Regions from separate parts of the Mus musculus genome. Here regions 1, 2 and 4 are each linked to region 3. A link is a contact called in public promoter capture Hi-C and targeted proximity ligation data. All regions are on one chromosome and are shown on one strand. The core of a region is the stretch at or near the end of the contact, and the rest is flanking DNA. Distances in the headings are between cores, read along the strand shown. Region 1 holds the start of Apba1 (amyloid beta (A4) precursor protein binding, family A, member 1). Region 2 overlaps Mamdc2 (MAM domain containing 2). Region 3 overlaps Gm34012 (a long non-coding RNA gene). Region 4 holds the start of Ptar1 (protein prenyltransferase alpha subunit repeat containing 1).

Region 1 (2,700 bases), core at 139-2,638, 240 kb before region 3:
CATTGTGAAAGCCGGGAGAGTGGCTGTCACTAGCATCCCATTTCCCACGGAAAAACACCCAAGAGAATGCATGTTGGGGCACTCTTTTTTTTTTCCTTGTTTTTTTTTTTTTTACTTCCCTTTCAATCTTGTTCTTGTATTTTTAAAGCCCCCACCTTCTTTACACACCTCAAGAGTTTATTCTAAAAGAATCATTGCAAAGACTATCCAATCTTCAGCTAGAAGGTTTTCAGTACTTATATATGGAAGGGAGTCTGGTGATAAAAGTTGTGGGAACGGGAGAGGAAGATGACCATTAAACACCCTCTTCTTGGGGTTAGACAAGAGATAAACAATAGAAATTGCAGAGTCAGGCAGTCAATGAGAGGCTGTGAAGTGCCAAAGAAAGCGCCCTTCAGAGCCAGGGACACCAGCTGTCTCAAAAGGTGTAACCATTATCCTGGTTTGCTGCCATGTGCCTCAAAGCAACCGCTCACTTCCACATCCCCGTGTTAGGACGTTAGGGAAAGGGGAAGCGAGAATCCGTACACCCAGCCACCCAAGAACAGTAGCAGAACAGAAACTGTTCTTAGACTTGCAGGGTCAAAATAACCAATACTGTCCCACAGTGTTAGCTGGCGGCATCAAGTCAGGAAAAGCAGATCGCTGGATGTGGGGCGCAGTTTTGAGAGCGTGGATCCAATTGCACGCTAAACACTCACTCTTACACGGGATTTTACAAACCCGGCCTTACCCTACTGCCTCCCCTCCACACTTCACACACCAAGTGCATCCTGCCCACCTCACGGTTTCCATCATCAGTCAGCCAGAGAGGAGGGATCCTAGCGGGGATTCCTGGAAATGTCATCTCCCCCTACACTTCGGATCTGCCACCTCCATCCCCTCTGCTATCACACACACACACACACACACACACACACACACACTCCTTCCGTGACTGTCATCAGGCCCGCTCTTCCCAAAGCCGGGTATCTCAGCGCGCACCGGACGCCTGGCATCTCTCTAGTACACACCCTTCCCCCGCCTCGCTAGCTCCAAGCACTGCCTCCCTGGATGTCGCCTGCCGTCCCTGTTCATCCGCACTATTGTTCCACGCTTCACCCCTAGCTCCCGGGATCATCCCTCCAAAAGGACCCGAGCTCCGTCCGGGGCGTCGGGCGCCCGGCACTCACCCAGCCCGCCCTGGCGGTGGTACCTTGCCTGACAGCTGGGTCCGCGGGCCCGCGGGAGCAGGCGGCGCTAGTGACAGCGACCGTGCCAAGCCTGGGAATAAAGCTGCTCTCCAGCTGCTCCCGCCTCCAGCGCCACCATCTTCCCCCGCCGCCACCGGGACCGCAGCCGCCCGCGCCCCGCTCCTCCGGCTCTAGCTCGGCAGCCGCTCGGGCCCCTCCGGCCGCGGCCCCACCCCCTGCTCGCCGCCCGCTCGCCCTCGTGACGCGCGCCGGGGCCGGGCGGCTGCGACTGACGGCGGGGGGAGCGCGCGCACGCCGCGTGCAGCAGCGCCCCTGCCTCCCACGCCCACCCGCGTGCGCGCGCGCGGCGCGGGCCCGACGCGACAGTCCAGCTCGGGCGCGCGTGAGCGTGCGAGGGGTCCACAGCCGTCGCCGTAGCTGTGCGCGAGTCCCTCCCTCTCGTGGCCGAGAGCCTGGAATGGACTACGTGGCTGCCTCCCGCGGGGACACAGGGGGACCTCCACGGTCCTCTGTCCCAGGTCCCTAACGCTCATCCCCGGCCCCGTCTCTGCGAATGGGCTCTGGTCACGCTTAGGACACACTGCCGCGTGGACGGCTGCCCGTGTCCTCTTGCTTAGTGACACGCAGTTTTCCCGCTTCCCGGGCCTGAAAGCCAAGAAAAAGCTTGGAGCTTGCAATGCGGCGCTGCGCTCCTCGAGTGGCCGCGAGGGGGCGCCCGCGTGAGCTTGAGAGGAACAAGCTGGGCGTCTGTCTGGCCGCCCACTGGGGGCGCTGCCCAACCCGCCCCACCCAGAAAGCGTCTGGAAGGCGGGGTCGGGAAATGGTCCACTTGGTTTCTCGATGCCCGTTGCTAGGAGCTTAAAAGAGTCTTCCAGACGTGCAGAGGCAATTCGCCTGGTATATGATTAGGTTCTCTGGAGGGTGGGGACCCTGAGCACTAGGGACCAGGTAGCAGGTGTTGTGACTTAATGAAAAGGTGGACTGGCCCCTGGGCGGCGGCGGGGTGGGAGTGGAGGGGCGAGGGCGGGGCTGGGTTCAGGCGCCTGGGTTCAGGCGCCAGCTCCATCTGTAATAGGCGATTCCATAGCTACATCCTCCCCCCTCTTTGGGACAGAGTTCTCAATTTAAAAATTAAGGGTCATATTCCCCCGAAACCTTATAATTTTCAAGTCCGTCTTAGTATGCATATTCTCATCTAGTGAAATGAAGACAAGCCTTCCTTATCTGACCTAGGGAGAGATAAATCTATCATTATACAGTATTTCCATATTAAGCACAGTATCTCCAGAAATATCTACGGGTGTAGCCCGAGGCATCCTAGAATTCTTGTTTAGCCTTAAAATTCACATGAATTTCTGCATTCTACTTCGTAATTAGTTTCTTGGCTTTGACAAAGAAAAGTATAGCTTCTCCTGTCCCCCCAGTATCTTTTCATAAAACTTAAACATATACTAGAAATAAGGGCCATTGTTGTTTTTCTTGTGACAGTCATTCCCTATTCATCTTG
Region 2 (2,700 bases), core at 41-2,540, 170 kb after region 3:
CCTACCAACTGATGCTCAGTGGCTTGCATCTGCGTGCCTCAGTTCCTCCCTAAGCCTCCATCATGCCATTAACATGCCCCAGATACTCAATTTTTTATCTTCCCTTGAACCAAACGTCTCAAACATTCTGTGAACAAGGACTTTGCCCCCACCTCAGATGCTGGGTAGCTATTTGAAGGTCCCCATCTTTAGCTTCCAGATAACTGTCTGAATATTCTACATAAAGTAGATTTAGTCTATGATCTCCACTCTTAAAACTTTCTATCAGACCATAGAATCATTTAGATAGATAGAATAAATAGAATAATATCACTTAGATATTAGATAGAATCATCAAATCATTTCTAAGACCAAGTATTTATCAAGTGAAGAAAATAACAACCAGAAAACCATGGATAAGAGAGACCTGTGCTTAAAGTTGTGTTTTATTAGGGCAGTTTGAGGTTCAGCCAAATGGTCAGAAGTCACAGCAGTAACACATATAATCTTTCCCCCCATACATATTACTATCACTCAGACTCCAGAGTTTCCATTAAAGGTCACTGATGGTATTGCATGTTCTATAGGAGTGAACACATTTGTACTGACACATGCCCACCATTACAGTGGAATACAGGTTCACCCTCCCCCCACCCCTGCCCTTGCAACCACTGGCCTTTTTCTTGTCTCCCTGATTTTGCCTTTCCCATCATGCCTTATGGTTGTGGAGTCATGCAGTAGGCAGTGTTCTCATACTGGCTCCCTTCACTGAGCAGAATTTATGCAGTATTGCAGATTTCTGTTTCCTCCCGGTTATTTTGTGGCTCCATAGATCATTTCTTTTTAAGCACTGAGTAATATTTCATTATCAAAATAAATACACCACAGCTCACATGCCTTTTCACCAACTGAAGACCACCAATGGTCGAGTCTCCATTTCAGCTACTCTGAATAAAGCTGCTATAAATTTTTGAATTCCAGTACTACTGCCCCCTCTAGAGACCTAAAAAGGGGGTTAAGATTCTCTTGCAGCCACTTAGGGGTGTTTCTCTAAGGTTCGTGAGTGATTTTGCTGACCTGATCATCAGTGTATGCCAGGTATTTAAGAGTACCTCGCCATCTTCTAAGCTACGCAGCTGGCTGTACATTTTGACTTTTTCATGTTTTTCATTATTAGGTAGGAGGAGGTTGGCTAAGAATTGAAATAGTGGAGTTTCTTCTGCTCTCCATTGTCAGTGGGGAAATGCTGAAGAGTCCTGGTGTGTGTGACATCATATTAATTTTTCTCAGGCTTTGTCTCCTTGGACATAACAATATACCCTCGTTCTGGCAGAAATGGGCGGAGCAGCATGTGGGTGACTCACCAGGCTTAGAGCACTGCAGTCCTTATTTCCTTCTCCACTAGCAAGCTTGGGCTTGTGACTGACATGCGACCATGTTCCAGTTACATGGGAACGGTTTCTTCTTATTCTCTTTCTATAACGCACGGTTAGTCACTACCAAAAGGAGAGAGGGAGAGAGAGAGATTATGGAACTTCTTTTCAAACTCAGATAAAATTTGCTAGAATATGGGATTTCGGTGAGGAACTCCCTAGACTCTTTTCTCAGATCTACAACAGTGATAGCATTAGGCAGGGCCAGCATTTGTCTTACCAGACCTTGAAGAACACTGTTCTCCTTTGTTGCAATATGTATCTGCCGTGTAACTATGGAATAATTAGTAAGTTTGGGACATTTAATGTTGATACAATGTTATAAGTTAGTTCACAAAGCATACAACTGTTCCCCGACTGGTTTTCTAAAGCTATATGTTTTTCTGGGTCAAAACTAAATCTTGGGTTCCTTGTACCATTTGGTTGAATGATTCTTTTGGCCATTTCCCCTGACTGTGTTCTTCTGCCCACGTGAGTACTTTCTTGGTTTGAAAATTAACTGAGAACATAGCCTTGACCTAACGGCCCCTGAGTTGCCAGCTGGCTGTCCCCAGAATGAAAGTTTCTGCAGAAAGGACTTTCCAGATATACAAAACAACACGCTTTATCGCTCTAGCCCTAAAATGTCCCAGCTGTGTCTCTCACCAATCAGACTAGGCTCATACTGAGCATCCCAATCTGCTGTGGTTACATCCCCTCTAACTCCAGAGGGCAACGTAAGCTATGAGGCTTCTAAGTCCTGCGTTAATAGGATCAACCATTATTCCCAAGGGAGCAGGAGGACTCTTCCATACTCCATCCCGTCTGGGCAGTCTGGGCCAAAGGGACACTTGTGGGCCATTGTGAAGGATAACAGGACTCAGCAAAGCCCAAACAGCAACGCCCCCTGAAAAGCCCAGGGTGACTTCTGAACTCTGTGGTTTCTGGGAAGGGCTGTTTTTCCTCAAGAGCAGCAGTTCCTACAGCGAATGGCAATCATAACTGCTCTGATGCTGGGACTAGTCAACAATGGGGAATTATCTCTGGAAAATACTAGTTCTAAAACACATCTTAGAACTTAAGAGCCTCTTTTTTAAAAAAAATCCTCTCCTTTTTCTGTCTTTTAAATGTTGTAGGGGTCGATTTGAAAGTTGTGAGTAAATGTTCACAGCCTTTGCGTTCTCAAAGGAAATCCCTAGTATTTGTTTATTTTTGTAGATAATGTGATCAGAGCTGCCTGCTGCCCTCCTTTTAGAGAAGAAAAGAACAATTTTCCTGTCATGTCAAAACACTGTTTTGATGATAAAGC
Region 3 (2,700 bases), core at 13-2,512:
CAATTCTGACTAAATGTCCCCATACTGTCTAACTCCTTGGCATGACACACTTGTGACTCAGACTGAGGTTACAGCAGCAGGAGTTGTTCTTGGAGATACAACATTTTCGTTGGTTGTTTTGAGACAGGATCTTGCTATGTAGCTCAGGCAGATCTCCATCCTCATACCTTTGGTCTCTCCTTGACTGCTGAGGTAACAGACATGTACCACCATGACTGTCTGACATACAGTGAAAAAAATCTGCTCATTTTCCTTTCTACTGTATGCACAGAAGCAAGACAGGGCACGATGAAAATGCCTTCTGATGGCCAAAGCTCAGAGCTCATCCTCTGTCCTCTCCAGTCTTTTTCCTTACACACTAACCTTCTCACCTATAGCAAAAAAATCATGTCATATATATAAATATACATGTATACATATATGCATGTGTATGTACAATATATATTACATATATACATATACACATATAATATATTATATATATGTGTTTTATATATACATTCAAATGGAAATTAGAAAAATAAGTTTTAAGACAAGAGACTAAAAATCGGAAGACTTGACCTTCTAGCTGTCAACAATGCCCTAAAAACCTGAGTTCTTCTCATTCCCTTTCTACGAGATGGCACCTTCTCAAATGAGCTCTTCTTGGAGTCTCAAAATGGCTGTAAGCCCTGACCTGTGTGCTCCCTGTCCACCTCGACAGCATAGGAAAATGTCATCCCAGCATCCCCCATGGAAGTCCTGAGGTCACTCTGCTGATCTCGCTGAGGTCACGTGCTCACCTCTAATCTAGTTGAGGTGGCTAAGCGGTGAAAGCAAAGCCACAGGCCAGGTGGCACGCCTTATGCCTACGGGCAGGAGTCGTTTCTAAAAGCATGTAGCTCTCTGAAATGGCATCAGAGGTCTGCCCTTTACTGATGTATTTCCAAGAGCAGCAAATTGTTTCAGGTCCACTTGCAGGCACACCTAAGCTTATCTCTAGCTAGATAAGCTAGAAAAGTAGTCTAACTTTTCTCAGCCTAAGCATTCCTACTTAAGTCGGAGTATTATCTAGAAACAAGAACCATGTGGAAGAGTCCAGAACTGTGTGGAAGCTTGTGGCCAGAGACACACGATCACAGAGAGGTGGTCAGCGGTAAAGACTCCTTTCCCCTGTAACAGTGATGAGGTGATGTCATGACTTCAACTCTCCAGACATCTGTTGGGAGGTTCCTGTTGCTAAAAGTGGAAGGACTGATTAGAGGACAAATTGCACAGAGCCTCCGCTCATTTCTAACCAAAAGGGAAAGCCAGTTGGTGTCCCAGAAGGTATGGTGACCGTAGGAGGAAGTGACTGAATCATCTCGGAATTTGTAATGGCAGGGAAGAGGAACAAATGGGCATGTTTAGACACACCCATTGGCTTTTCTTCTTTTAATCTGAAATCAGTAAAATGAGTTTGTAGTGTGTTTCTAAAAGGGACCATCACTTACGAAGAACGCGTAGCTTACAATAAAAGGATGCTTACTTTGTAATCATGGCTTATTCTAATGACGGGGATGCAGGGAGTGTCCCTTACAACCACCCAAAGAGAGGAATAGAAAGAACAGAAACAGAATTTTGAAGGAAAAGTGCACAGTCAAGGCTGAGCATGAGACCAGAAGCACAGATTTGTACCAATAAATCATACAGAAAAGCCAGCAGGGAGCAAGTTGATTGAGACTGGAAAAATATTAAAAACTAAGAGACTCTTTCATCTCTACCTTTGTGTGTGTGTGTGTGTGTGTTTATGTGTATGCGTGTATGTGTATTTGTGTGTGTGTGTGTGTGTGTGATTTGTGTATGTCTGTATGTATGTGTGTGGTGTGGTGTGTGTGTGTGTATGTGTATGTGTGTGTGCATGCGCGCAAGCACTCACATGCATGGGTGTGGGTGTATAGATGGGCAAAGTGGGAAATGGCCACTGGACCAGGCAGTTTTAAATCAGACAGGGGAATGTGGAGTTATCCATTTGTTGCTTCACTTGTCCCCTGCCCACTCCCTTTAGAAAAAGGCTTTCCAATGTGGAAAGGCTAGCATTGCAGAGAAAACTATTCCAAAAGAAAAAAATACCCCAGGAAAAACATTAGCCCATCCGGATTCATTTCTGTAACAAAGACAAATAAATGGCATCCCCAGATAATTAAGCAACTACCATGGGATGTGAATGGCCTCTTTCAAAGAGAGCTACATCATGATCCCTGAAACCTGTGACTATGTGACCTCTCATCGTGAGTAGGACTTTACAGATGTGGTTAACTAAAGCTCTTGTGATGGGAAGATCCAACTACCTAAATGGGTCCATTGTAATAACCAATGTTCTTATGAGAAGAAGGTTGGAGGGTCAAAGAAGCAAAAGAGGATGTGGGGAAAGAAACAAAGGTTGGAGTGATGCCTCTGATGGCGGCGATAACCAGCCAGGGAATGTGAACAGCATTTAGAAGCTGGGAAAGGCAAGGGCAGGGATTGTCCTATCAGAGGCTCCAGGAGGAACCAGTCCTGCCAACACCTTCGTTTTAACTCAGTGAAACTGTTGTTGTTTTTGTTTTTTTTTTTTTATTATTTCAATGCTGTACTATAACAAATCTGTGCTGTTTGAAGCCAGAAACTCCATGGAAATATGTTTCAGCAGCAACAGCAAACTAATACAAGCCTGGTGTTTCCGAGCTAGAAAACCACTGT
Region 4 (2,700 bases), core at 11-2,510, 170 kb before region 3:
GCTGTCGGGGCTGGCAGGTATGTTTAGAGGCCAGTAGTCTTTTGTCTTGAAGGAAGTACAGTTTTAAGTCCTTAATTGAGAGAAGAAAGCAGGCCATCTGAGGACTTCTAAATTCTTTTCTGAGATCATCTTGGAGGAAAAGAACACTTGATTAAAGTGTTTGGCCTTTCATTTAGTGGAAAAGCTAAGGAGGCTAGAATGCGTAAAAATAATTCATGTGTTTTAGTAAAAAAAATTAAAATATTAAAAATAAATTGTATAACCAATGAGAAAATAATACAAAACCGGACTTCATGTTTGTTTCCCCAGGAATGGGCTACATTCTGGCTTCTTATTCTTTTGTATACTGATGTAGGTAACTCTTTAGTAGCTTCCTTTCCATTCGTTAAAGGGAGAGTATCAGGAAAAGAAAAATACAATCTTAAGAGTATCTTCCTAGAGAGTAACAAATAAAATGGAAAGGGAGGAGAAAGAGATAATATATGTATCAGTTCAGGAGTGAACTTTTAGAAGGCAACAATGCTAGGTAAGAATGCCTTAAGATGCTCGTCTGTAACTTCGGACGCGCTACTAATAAAAAAAAAGTATCCAGTTTGCAACAGCTTTATAAGATCCACTCAGGTCACCTTCAAAAATTGTTACATCCGACTCGCTTTGCAATTTTGTGACAAGCGAGTCGAAAAGTCAAAGGCAGCTTCCAATCACCTTTAGTTAACCCGAAAGGGGGCTGTAGGGAGTATGATGGGGTGGATAATCCTCTATAGCCACGCACTGGATGCAACCGAGAGTCGCCTCCAAGACACAGAGACCCACGGTAGTGGCCCGCGGGGCAAGCGCATCCCGGCGGAGGGCGGCGGGGAGAAGAGTTGCCACAACTCCCGGGACGCGTCGCGCAGGGCAGAAAACTCCACGCTCCGACGTGGCTCTCGGAGGTCGCTCCCCGGCACTGCCCCGCCACGCGTCTTGGTAACGGCCAGCCGGCTCGGCGCGACAGTCCCAGCCGCGCTCCGCCTGTCGGAAGCGCGCGTGGGCCCCGAGCGGCCCCGGCGAGTGGACTAGAGCGCGGCCCCGAGCCGCCCCCGACGACCCCGGCGGCGCAGGGCGCGCCACTCACATGTGCGGGTTCCTTCGGAAGGCGTTGGTGATGTCCTTCACCACCCTCTGCACCAGCACCGCCACCTCCTCGTTCGACTCGGCCATGTTGGCGGCCGCCGCGATCGGGCGCGCCTCCGGCAGAGCCCAGCCGCCGGCGGGAGTTCCGCGGGGGCGCGCGCGCGCGCTGGCTCAGGCGCGTTCTCGCCGAGGCCGCCGAGCACTTCCGGGTCAGGGAGGGCCGCAGCACCGCTGGGTTGGGCCGGCTCTTCGAGCTCGGTGGCTTTTGGTGGAGTTTTGGTTCACTAGGCGTGGAGGAAGGAGGCTTCCCCCGCACTTCTCCGAGCAGCCGTGTCCCAGAGTGGCCTTTACCCAGGGACCTCCGGATGGCTGCACCAGGCCCGCTTCACCGGCCCACCCGGGGAGGAGGCGGGTTGCTGACCTCCTTTTGCACGCCTGTGCTACTTTATGCATGAAGTGTAAAGTAGCGCGTTTAGTTAGATCTTGTAATGTAGTAAGCAAAGGAAAGAAAGTACAGGAGAAAGAACCCTTCAGATCTCGGGGATAAGGTTAAAAACAAAAGTAACCCACTGTACTTCTGTACTTTTAGCATTTTTGATACATTTCGTGATCACTACGTTAATTTGGAGTATAAAATAAAATAAAGGCTTTGACAATTGTTCCTGACCTCTCTTGCTCCACAAATTATAAGATTGCTCTGTTCCATTTGGATTTTAAAAGTGTTGTAATTAAAATTTTTATTTTTATATATCAGGTTTATTTGTCCCTTCTAAGTACAAAGTTCTGACTGCCTCTAACTGGTGATGGTGTCTCCTCCTCCTCCTCCTCCTCCTCCTCCTCCTCCTCTCCCTCCTCCTCCTCCTCCTCCTCCCCGTCCTCCTCCTCCTCTTCCTCCTTCTCTGATGCTTGAAGTCTGTATCTTTTTAATTTTTGGTTTTTGGCCCTGGCAAGGTAGTGCGTGGCTGTGATCTTGGGAGGTAAAAACAGGAGGTGACATTCAAGGTTATCTTTGGCTGGGCTATTTGAAACTTGGATCTCTGAAAAGCAAACTGTGGTTGGTCCTGATCCTGGTGAAGAAACAAGAGACAGTCTACAAACTTGTGGAAAGCAAAACAGACCTGATTAAGACCCTAAAAGACTCTGACAAGCTCTGGGAGAAGCAGTGAGACAAATGGGGTGTGTTGCATCCCTAGACCAAGAGCAAGTTCAAGAGTCCTGTCGAAGAGTGATACCAGGGGCTGGAGAGATGGCTTAGCAATGAAGTACACTTGTTTTTAGCAACCACAACCACCTGTAACCCCAGCTCCAGATGATCCAACATCCTCTTCTGGCTTCTGTGGGAACATACACGCACACACATCTTTTACATTTTTTTAAAAAGTAATATGCTACTGGAGGTTCCTCGGAAAATTGGAAATAGGTCTACCTAAAGACCCAGCTATACCACTCTTGGGCATATACCCAAAAGATGCCCCACCATGCCACAGGGGCACATGCTCCACTATGTTCATAGCAGCCTTATTTGTGAGAGCCAGAAGCTGGAAACAACCCAGATGTCCCACAATGGAAGAATGGATACAGAAAATG

The links. Promoter capture Hi-C pulls out the DNA fragments that hold promoters and counts their contacts.
Region 1: a contact with region 3 is called in a promoter capture Hi-C map of hippocampal neurons, with 4 times the contacts expected there. A contact is called at or near these places in 3 of 39 promoter capture datasets (the 3T3-L1 cell line, hippocampal neurons and stem cell-derived epiblast-like cells), 5 of 484 Hi-C or Micro-C datasets (embryonic stem cells, muscle stem cells, myocytes and 1 more) and 4 of 130 datasets of targeted methods (embryonic stem cells, extraembryonic endoderm stem cells and neural tube).
Region 2: a contact with region 3 is called in a targeted proximity ligation map of the HPC-7 cell line, with 9 times the contacts expected there. A contact is called at or near these places in 1 of 39 promoter capture datasets (hippocampal neurons), 38 of 484 Hi-C or Micro-C datasets (the C2C12 cell line, CD4 T cells, the CH12 cell line and 24 more) and 9 of 130 datasets of targeted methods (the HPC-7 cell line, the NIH/3T3 cell line, embryonic fibroblasts and 5 more).
Region 4: a contact with region 3 is called in a targeted proximity ligation map of extraembryonic endoderm stem cells. A contact is called at or near these places in 3 of 484 Hi-C or Micro-C datasets (cerebellum, frontal cortex and uterus), 4 of 130 datasets of targeted methods (astrocytes, extraembryonic endoderm stem cells, neural progenitor cells and 1 more) and 1 of 9 other capture datasets (liver).

The regions. Positions count from the first base shown.
Region 1 is chr19:23,757,564-23,760,263 of GRCm38.p6, reverse strand. Apba1 (amyloid beta (A4) precursor protein binding, family A, member 1) reads right to left here and starts at 1,388. Exons shown (of 13, transcript NM_177034.3): 1 at 1,173-1,388.
Region 2 is chr19:23,353,576-23,356,275 of GRCm38.p6, reverse strand. All of the region lies in intron 7 of Mamdc2 (MAM domain containing 2), which reads left to right. Among named protein-coding and RNA genes, the nearest start is that of Gm41821, 55 kb to the right of the region's middle.
Region 3 is chr19:23,519,378-23,522,077 of GRCm38.p6, reverse strand. The region is part of intron 1 of Gm34012 (a long non-coding RNA gene); the gene reads right to left. Among named protein-coding and RNA genes, the nearest start is that of Gm34012, 24 kb to the right of the region's middle.
Region 4 is chr19:23,685,960-23,688,659 of GRCm38.p6, reverse strand. It overlaps Ptar1 (protein prenyltransferase alpha subunit repeat containing 1), which reads right to left and starts at 1,260. Exons shown (of 7, transcript NM_028208.1): 1 at 1,115-1,260. The coding sequence starts at 1,200.